Regions from separate parts of the Salvelinus alpinus genome. Here region 1 is linked to region 2. The links are chromatin contacts, called in public Hi-C maps. All regions are on one chromosome and are shown on one strand. Each heading gives the region's core, a stretch centred on a gene start, on an enhancer-like site or on the middle of the called end of the contact. The rest is flanking DNA. Distances are from core to core; before and after follow the strand shown. Region 1 holds the start of ldhbb (lactate dehydrogenase Bb). Region 2 holds the start of LOC139539353 (galanin receptor 2a).

Evidence for each region. A called contact is a pair of places that touch in the nucleus more often than the background predicts.
Region 1: a contact with region 2 is called in a Hi-C map of red muscle, with 9 times the contacts expected there. The contact joins the promoter of ldhbb here to the promoter of LOC139539353 in region 2. A contact is called at or near these places in 2 of 3 Hi-C or Micro-C datasets (muscle and red muscle).

What each region holds. Positions count from the first base shown.
Region 1 is chr15:55,402,256-55,406,068 of SLU_Salpinus.1, forward strand. ldhbb (lactate dehydrogenase Bb) reads left to right here and starts at 2,556. Exons shown (of 8, transcript XM_071344155.1): 1 at 2,556-2,687. It overlaps LOC139540367 (solute carrier family 25 member 3), which reads left to right. Exons shown (of 8, transcript XM_071344150.1): 7 at 281-391; 8 at 1,359-2,025. The coding sequence ends at 1,519. LOC139540581 (small nucleolar RNA SNORA53) reads left to right here and starts at 998; the gene lies at 998-1,193.
Region 2 is chr15:55,269,565-55,273,634 of SLU_Salpinus.1, forward strand. LOC139539353 (galanin receptor 2a) reads right to left here and starts at 1,926. Exons shown (of 5, transcript XM_071342164.1): 1 at 1,903-1,926. The coding sequence starts at 1,926. It overlaps LOC139539354 (parathyroid hormone-related protein-like), which reads right to left. Exons shown (of 3, transcript XM_071342165.1): 3 at 3,184-3,761. The coding sequence ends at 3,305.

The DNA.
Region 1 (3,813 bases), core at 1,306-3,805, 130 kb after region 2:
TGTGTAGATTGAGACGTTTTATTTAATCAATTTTAGAATACGGCTGTAACTTAGCAAAATATGGAAGAAGTCAAGGGGTCTGAATACTTTCCCGAATGCATTGTAGGTGGATGTACTGCATTTAAAATCCTTGAGGATATGGTAATAAAAAAATTCAGGCCACGTTAAATCGGTTAGCAGGCCATATTTGGCTGTATGTTTGAGACTGCTGCCCTAGTCAAAATCAAGATTTTCTATGTTGTCTTGATCACATCCCTGGTGTTTGTTCTCTCCCCTTCAGCCGGTGTGTTCTGTGCCATTGTGTCTCACCCTGCGGACTCTGTGGTGTCTGTACTGAACAAGGAGAGTGGCAGCAGCGCCATCGGAGTACTCAAGAAGCTCGGACCCAAGGGTGAGTACTGGATTCTTTCCAGAAGTTCTACAGACAAAGGCGGGCTATCCTATTGCCCATTCTAGACTGTTTTTAGAATGGCAATTCTCAACTGGTGGGTTGTGACCCAAATGGCGGTTTTGAATGGGTGTCTGATTTTAAATATAATGGAAAAAATACTCATCTGAATATAAATGACTAAAACCAGGTAGAACGTTTTTAGAAATGATAATGAACCTAACTTTTTGAATAATTTAATCCCTGAACAATTTTTCTTCAATCCCAGTATTTTTAATATGGAGCTATTAGCGCTGTTTAGTTGATTTTGTGGTCTCAAACTAGTAAGCTTATTAACATTCTTAATCAATAATATGGGCAAAATTGAATTATTGACAATGAAAAAGGTGGGAATGTTTTTCCTTTGTCATATTGTTGTCACATTTACTATCATGGCATAAAAATACATAAATCCAGATTGTGTTATGGCCTTTTTTCGCAACGCAAATATTGGGTTGCGACTGAGAGAACCTGGTTGAATTTGGGTCCTGAGGCACAACCAGTTAAGAACCACTGGTTTAGAATGTAGATTGATGGTGTTAACTTCACAGTAAATACACTGAGGTTTCCAACACACTCCTTAGATCTCTCTCTGAGGGCTGATTGCAGCTCCAGCCCAGATACCCCCAGCAGCTTTCTGGCTGGACAGTTGGAGGTGCTTGAGTCATTGGCATGTGCGAACAGTCTACCTACTCCCCAGCCCATTACCTGCACTGGCAGCCTTGCTGGAATACTACCAGTGCAGACAGGCTGGGGAGCAGACATGCAATACCTATTAACACCTGTCTCAGAGTAACCATCATTAGTTGTTGACCTTTCATATTTTTAAATGGTGTAATGGGATATTAAAATATCAATTTGATCGGAGTTTAAACAGTTTGCCTTTTAATTCTCTTGCTCTTTCATCCCTCCGTTTGTCCTTCCTTCTCAGGTGTGTGGAAGGGTCTGGTGGCCCGTATCATCATGATCGGTACCCTGACCGCCCTGCAGTGGTTCATCTACGACTCTGTGAAGGTCTACTTCCGCCTGCCCCGTCCCCCTCCCCCAGAGATGCCCGAGTCCCTCAAGAAGAAGCTGGGCCTCACCGAGTAACGAAACAAATATCGGCTTTATCAACAAATAGCAATTCAAAATGGCGGCCTTATCAACAGCCATATAAGATGTAAGACAGCGGCCTTATCAAACGCATCCTTCAGTTAACAACCGCCTAGCACACGGCTCTCTCTACCTGCTATAGTCATAGCTGTCCTGCCTGTAGCCCACCTACCCTGGGCTGGGCTACTGATCAGCAGGCTTGGGGTTGATTCAATTTTAAGTTCTTGTCAGTTCTAGAAGTAAATTCTAATTTTAAATGCACATTTTCTTAATTGAATGCAAGGTAATTGGAATTTCAGTTTACTTCCTGAATTGGTTGAATAGAAATTTAATTATCCCCAGCCCAACTGGTCATTGGTAATGACACATTAGGCATACTTAAAGATAAGAGGGAAGATGGTTCCCCCCTGTGGGGGTATAGAGGAAAGACTACGACATGAATGCAATCAGGTTTTAACACCCCACCATAGTTGGTTAATGTTCTAATAAATGTGGAAACAACAGTGTTTTGTCTTGTTTTTCAAGGATTGTGGCTGATAAGGAAGGTAATGTTTTGATTTCACTTTAGATGCCCCTTTAGAGACTGACCATTGCCAGTAGTTGTGATTTTAGTTATCTGTTTTAAATATGGGGCTGTGATAACTTTCAACAGTCAGATTTTTTGCGCCGTCAAATAAAACTACATATTTATAGGGTTGGGTGGTATCTAGATTTTCATCCGGTTTGTGTACCATACCGGGGTATACAGTATTACCAGAAGTGCGCACAAGGGGTTCCATTTTTAATTGCACAAAACAACTTTGACAACTGGGATCTTGATCCAGGAGGGGATTGAATCCTTCAGAAAGATGAGTCCCTAGACAAATCCGTTGACTCCTTCTGCACTTATTGTAAAAGGCTTGACAGGTGAAAACTGGTGGAAGTTCTTCATTGGGGTGGGTTTTCAGATCAGTACAGATAAAGAGGTAAGGACAGCATTTTGGTATTCGAAAGAGTGTCTCATGGTGAAGTACTCAAACAGCTGACATGTCAGGTCACCCATTACAGAGGCAGTACACTTCCTGTGGGGGATGGAAGTTTAGGGCTTAGAGTTGATTACCTACACTCAGGAGGCAGCAGGCAGACAAGGAGAAAGGACTTGGAGACAGAAGACGACACGCCAAGGGTAAGACTTGATGTAAATATACTTTCATTTAGATTTTGGAGCAAGTGAAAGAGCAGTGGTGACCAGTGTCTGATTTTGGGGTGTCAAGTATGCGAAGCATGCACTATTAACCTATGATGGTGTGCAATACCCGTCTGTACATGGGCTACCTGAGCCTATATGATGCACTGCTGCAATTTCAATCAGCCTATTGACCCTGGATATTTAGGCTATTAGTTGATTAATCGTGGTATCCTGATTAAGGCCTCGTGATGTCATTGATTGGCAAGAAAAAGGCTAATACAGAAGGACCGGTAAAAAGCAACAGGAACATGTATTTTTAAGTGTGAACACAGTACACAGGGTGTTATGTGAGGTGTAACTAACTTAAGTCTACTTAATTGCAGTGGTGGAAAAAGTACCCAATTGTCATACTTGAGTAAAAGTAAAGATACCTTTTAATAGAACATTTCTCAAGTAAAAGTGAAATTCACCCAGTAATTTACTACTTGAGTAAAAGTATTTGGTTTTAAATATACTTATATATCAAAAGTAAATGTAATTTCTAAAATATTGAAAAAGTATAAATCATTTAAAATTCCCTATGTTAAACCAGAAGGCACCATTTTCTTGTTTTTTAAATTTACAGATAGCCAGTGGCACACAAACACTTAGACATAATTTACAAACTAAGCATTTGTGTTTAGTGAGTGCCACATCAGAGGCAAAAGGGATGACCAGGGATGTTCTCTTGATAAGTGCATGAATTTGACCATTTTCCTGACCTGCTAGTAACAAGTACTTTTGTGTGTCAGGGAAAATGTATGGAGTAAAAAGTACGTAATTTTCTTTAGGAATGTAGTGAAGTAAAAGTTGTCAAATACAGATTCTGCAAAAAACTACTTAAGTAAAAGTATTTAAGTACTATCTAAGTACTTTACCGCACTGCTTAATTGTCGCATCTATCTCTGGCGACAGCTTCCGCTTTAAATCCAGCCTGGGACAAGGCCGTCACGTACTGACGAGCAACCAGAATCCCACGCAGTGCATTCTCTGAGACGGCAATTTTTTTCAAGGAAAAGGGATGTTACTGAAGATGTTTTCCTTCAAATTAGTTTTGAATGTCATGTTATGGACGATTAGTGTA
Region 2 (4,070 bases), core at 676-3,175:
GAGAGAGCGAGAGAGAAAGAGCTAACTATTTTCTTAGTTTACCTTTCACTTAGCTAATGCAGCTAATTTAGCCTACTCAACAACCTGACTCAGAGAGGAATGCTATTTATGTTAGCTAGCTAGTTAGCTGGCTAAGGCTATCCAACACTGCAACTCTTCCAACTGTTAAACTGCTTGCTGTACACTGTACTCCGTGATTCTACACATGGATTGGATTGTGGGTTTACTAACTCGTTAGTTCTAGTTTGTTGACTATAACGTTAATACGGTGACATCGAAGTAGGCTGTGTAGTGGTTAGCGGTTATGATATGAAGGTTTGGCTTGGAGGTTTTTGCGCCTGGTCACAGACTGCTGTTATGTTTTGCTCTGAAGCCTACAAGTGAAGGGGAAAGGTGAGAGGAGGACAGCGCGTAGATGCGAGAAAGGAATTATACAACGTGCAAAGTGATGATGCTGTTTATGAAAGTGAACTGTGTGTGCGGGTGGTCAGGGGTGTATTTATTTAGCCGATTCTGTTGCAAAACGTTTCTTCAACGGAAGCAAACAGAATGAAACGGGGAGGGACTTACCTGAATTTGTCCAATAGAAACTCTTGTTTTTCTTTTTGGACAAATGATTACACCCCAGATCAGCTAGATGCAGGCAAGAGTGAGCAAGGCGCTATTGGATCACGTTGATTACTTCAATTTGTCTTCGGCCTGTGCATTATAAACTTTCATTTGTAGGCTAGGTTGATGTTACATTAAGCTGGGTGGATGGAATATGATTGACAGTAATAGAAATAAGGCCATACCATACATTTTTTTTTGTCCTAATATTAAACGGCATTACCGCCACTGAGTTTTATATACATTTACATTACATACATATACATCAAGCTTCATCTAGATTTTATAACCACAAATAGCTAACACAATTATTATTATAGCGTTATTATTGTATTTAAAAAGTGTACCTACTACTGGACTACAACTGACTTGCTCTGCTTTTTAGCCCTGTGTGTTACTTACCATACTCTTGGGTTATTGAGTGAAGTATTATCATGTGTACCAAGATAAACAGAAGTATTCTCCGTCATGGGTAAATCCGTAAGCCATTCTTTGAATTTTAGAGTATCCCCATAATGAAAACTGTTAAAGGTGTCTTGCATGTGAAGTCTATGACTCTTAGTTTTTGTTTGCTATGGAGAATGGCAAACATCACTCACTCAGGTCCAATTGATTCTGGTTGGATGAGTTTAAAGGGAGAGTACTCACATCTGACTCTGAATTTAGCACAGTTACAGTTTTTGAAGGACTGAGGTGTATGGCTATGTTCATTCATGTTGTCTGTGTTGTGTTGTATCTTATAGTTTTCTAGAGAATGTGTTTTTGGCAAATCCAATGGTTATTATTATGTAATGTACATACAGTAGCTTCTGAATGGAAGTGTGTGGGTTTATTACAAGAAGTGAAAAACCTGTCACAGACCTTTTCTGACCTTTCATATGAGTAAAACGTAGACATTAGAGAAAGAGAATCCATATTTTATTGGTGTGTGTTCTGTGATGGTTTCCATACAGTATGTGTTATGTTCAGCATATTTAACCTCCATGCAAACAGACCCTACTCTCAAAATAAAACGTTCCACTTTCCTTTCCGTGTATTGTTTTCCGTTGATTGTCTCCCACCCTCTCCCTCCCCTCTCTCTCTCTCCCCCCTCTCTCTCAGTGAGTTATTAATGCCTTTTCCATTGTTACATTGATTTCTTCAGCACAGTAGTGTGGAACGCCAGTCTTCTGATGGGGTCTTTATCAGGCCATTCCACTGTGTTTATGACTCTGGCTCTGGCTAATGGCCTCAGTACCGGCTCTTAGGACAGGATGTAGCTACAGTACTGACGCTGCTGCCTGGTGCATTTACTCTCTCCCCTCCCAGCAGGTCCATAGTGTCTTACCCAAATGGCACCCTATTCCCTACATAGTGCACTAATTTTGATCAAAAGTAGTGCACTATATATATATATATATATATATAAAAAAAGTAGTGCACTATATAGGGAATAGGGTGCCATTTGGGACACGTCCATTCAGTCAGAGACTGTTAAAACACACCACATGGTCCTCTAGTGTGACTTTAACAACCTTATAAGGTATTTTGTTCATGCTGAATAGTCAACAAATAGGCTATATTGATGACTTTCTCATTGGTGGTAGGCTACAGTGACTCATTGGGGCAATAATTGAATTTATATAAGAAAATGGTATGGTACAGTATTTCATTGGACCTACATCGTCTGTAGAGAGAACACAAAGTATTCATGAAGCTTTAATTGTTAGATTTTTTTGTTGTTGTTGAAATGATGGTGCTCTCAGTGCAAGTGCTTAAACTTGCACTTGCACTGAGAGCACCATAATTGGAGAGAGGGAGTTTGATGGAACAATCCAATGACATACAAGTCAATGAGATGATGGGCAATAGTATAAATGGAAGAAAACAAAATAAATACTAATAAAAATGAAGCATTTATCAACAGGAAGGAAGGAACATTTTTCACAACAAAAATCAACCACAAAGGAGAACACTTATGTATCTTAACAAAAACATAAGGATATCACCATTATATCTAAAGTGCATTATATTGTTATTATAAAATGACCGAAAGTCAGCAGCACCGTAATACATTCACAAAAATAAATACACAGTTCAAATGAAATAAATTATGGTAGAAATATTTGTTATGGATGCTAACTACAGATAAAAAAAAATATTCACAAGAGCCACCAAGCATTAAAAATAATAATCCTCCCTAATTTTGTGAATTTAAGTATGTATAGTTAACAAATGTTTTATGCGTAACGTTTACCGCGTAGCCTGCGCTCTACTTTACATACGGGCATCTGGTTGGATGAGTGTGTGATCAGCCCCTGAAAGGCACCTGTCGTACATCGTTTTCTTACTAATTAAAGGATAATAAAGGAGAAGGAGTAAAGCATAGTTTGTCATTTGACATATCTCAAGATCTGCATATTATTCACCTAATAAATACGAATACAAAAGTAATATGTGTTATTATAAAGTATGAAAACACCTCTGATCTCTGGATATATAAAAGTACTTTATAGCAAGGCAAAAGAAAAAAGAAAAAGCAGCTGATTAAAACAAGAAAGGCAAAGAACAATGTCCACTATGGTATGGGGAGACTGTTTCAGTCATTTGGTTGAGAGTCTTTGAGATCTCAATCAGTCCTGCTGGAACTTCTCTGTCTGTCAGAGTTATTTGTTCAGCACCGCCCAAAGGCTACATGATGTGGTCTGTCTGTCTGTCACCCAATATCTAGCGTCCTCTGTGGCTCCCTATGTGTCTCCCATGTCATGACAATGGTTGTGTCGCGAGCCCGCCGCCTCCTCTTCTCGCTCTCCCTCCGTCTCCCTCTCTCTCCCTTCACCTTCTTTTTCCTCTTGGTGGACACCTTCAGCGGCTGGTCCTTGTAGGCCACAGACTTGTTGGTCTCCTGGGGGAGGTTGCCCACCTCCCCTCCCAGCTGGAAACTCAGAGGGAGGTTCTTGGTCCCTCCGGGGGGTTTGGGGGGGCGTAGGGCGCTCCCGCTGAAGGTGATGTGGCCCCCGTTGGCGTTGTTCCTACTCTGGGGAGGCGGGGCTCGCTCGCTGTCGGCTGTGTGGACTTTATCGAGCAGCCCCTGGAGCCAAAGGCGTCTCTTGAACTCTTCCAGAGACCGGCCCTTGTCGTGCATCAACTGGGCGTGGCTCACTGACCTCCTCCTGAAGGGGGGAGAGGAGAAGGAGATTGTCAATGAGCGTTTAAACTGGACTCACTCTCTTTGTAAGAGTAGATGGTAAAGAAAAATTTTATCTTTCTGCCACACCGCATCAGGAGCTCCATAGTGGTGCAGAGCCTGTGGCCAAGCGGTAACACAGGCTCTTTTCATTAAAAAACACAACAACCTTTAACTACTCTTTAAGAGAGTAGTCCACCACTATCCTCTCCTGATCTATCTCCAAACAACCTATCACTTTCTCGTACAGTCTCGTACAGTATAAACCGACAGTATAGTGACCGACTAAACCTAC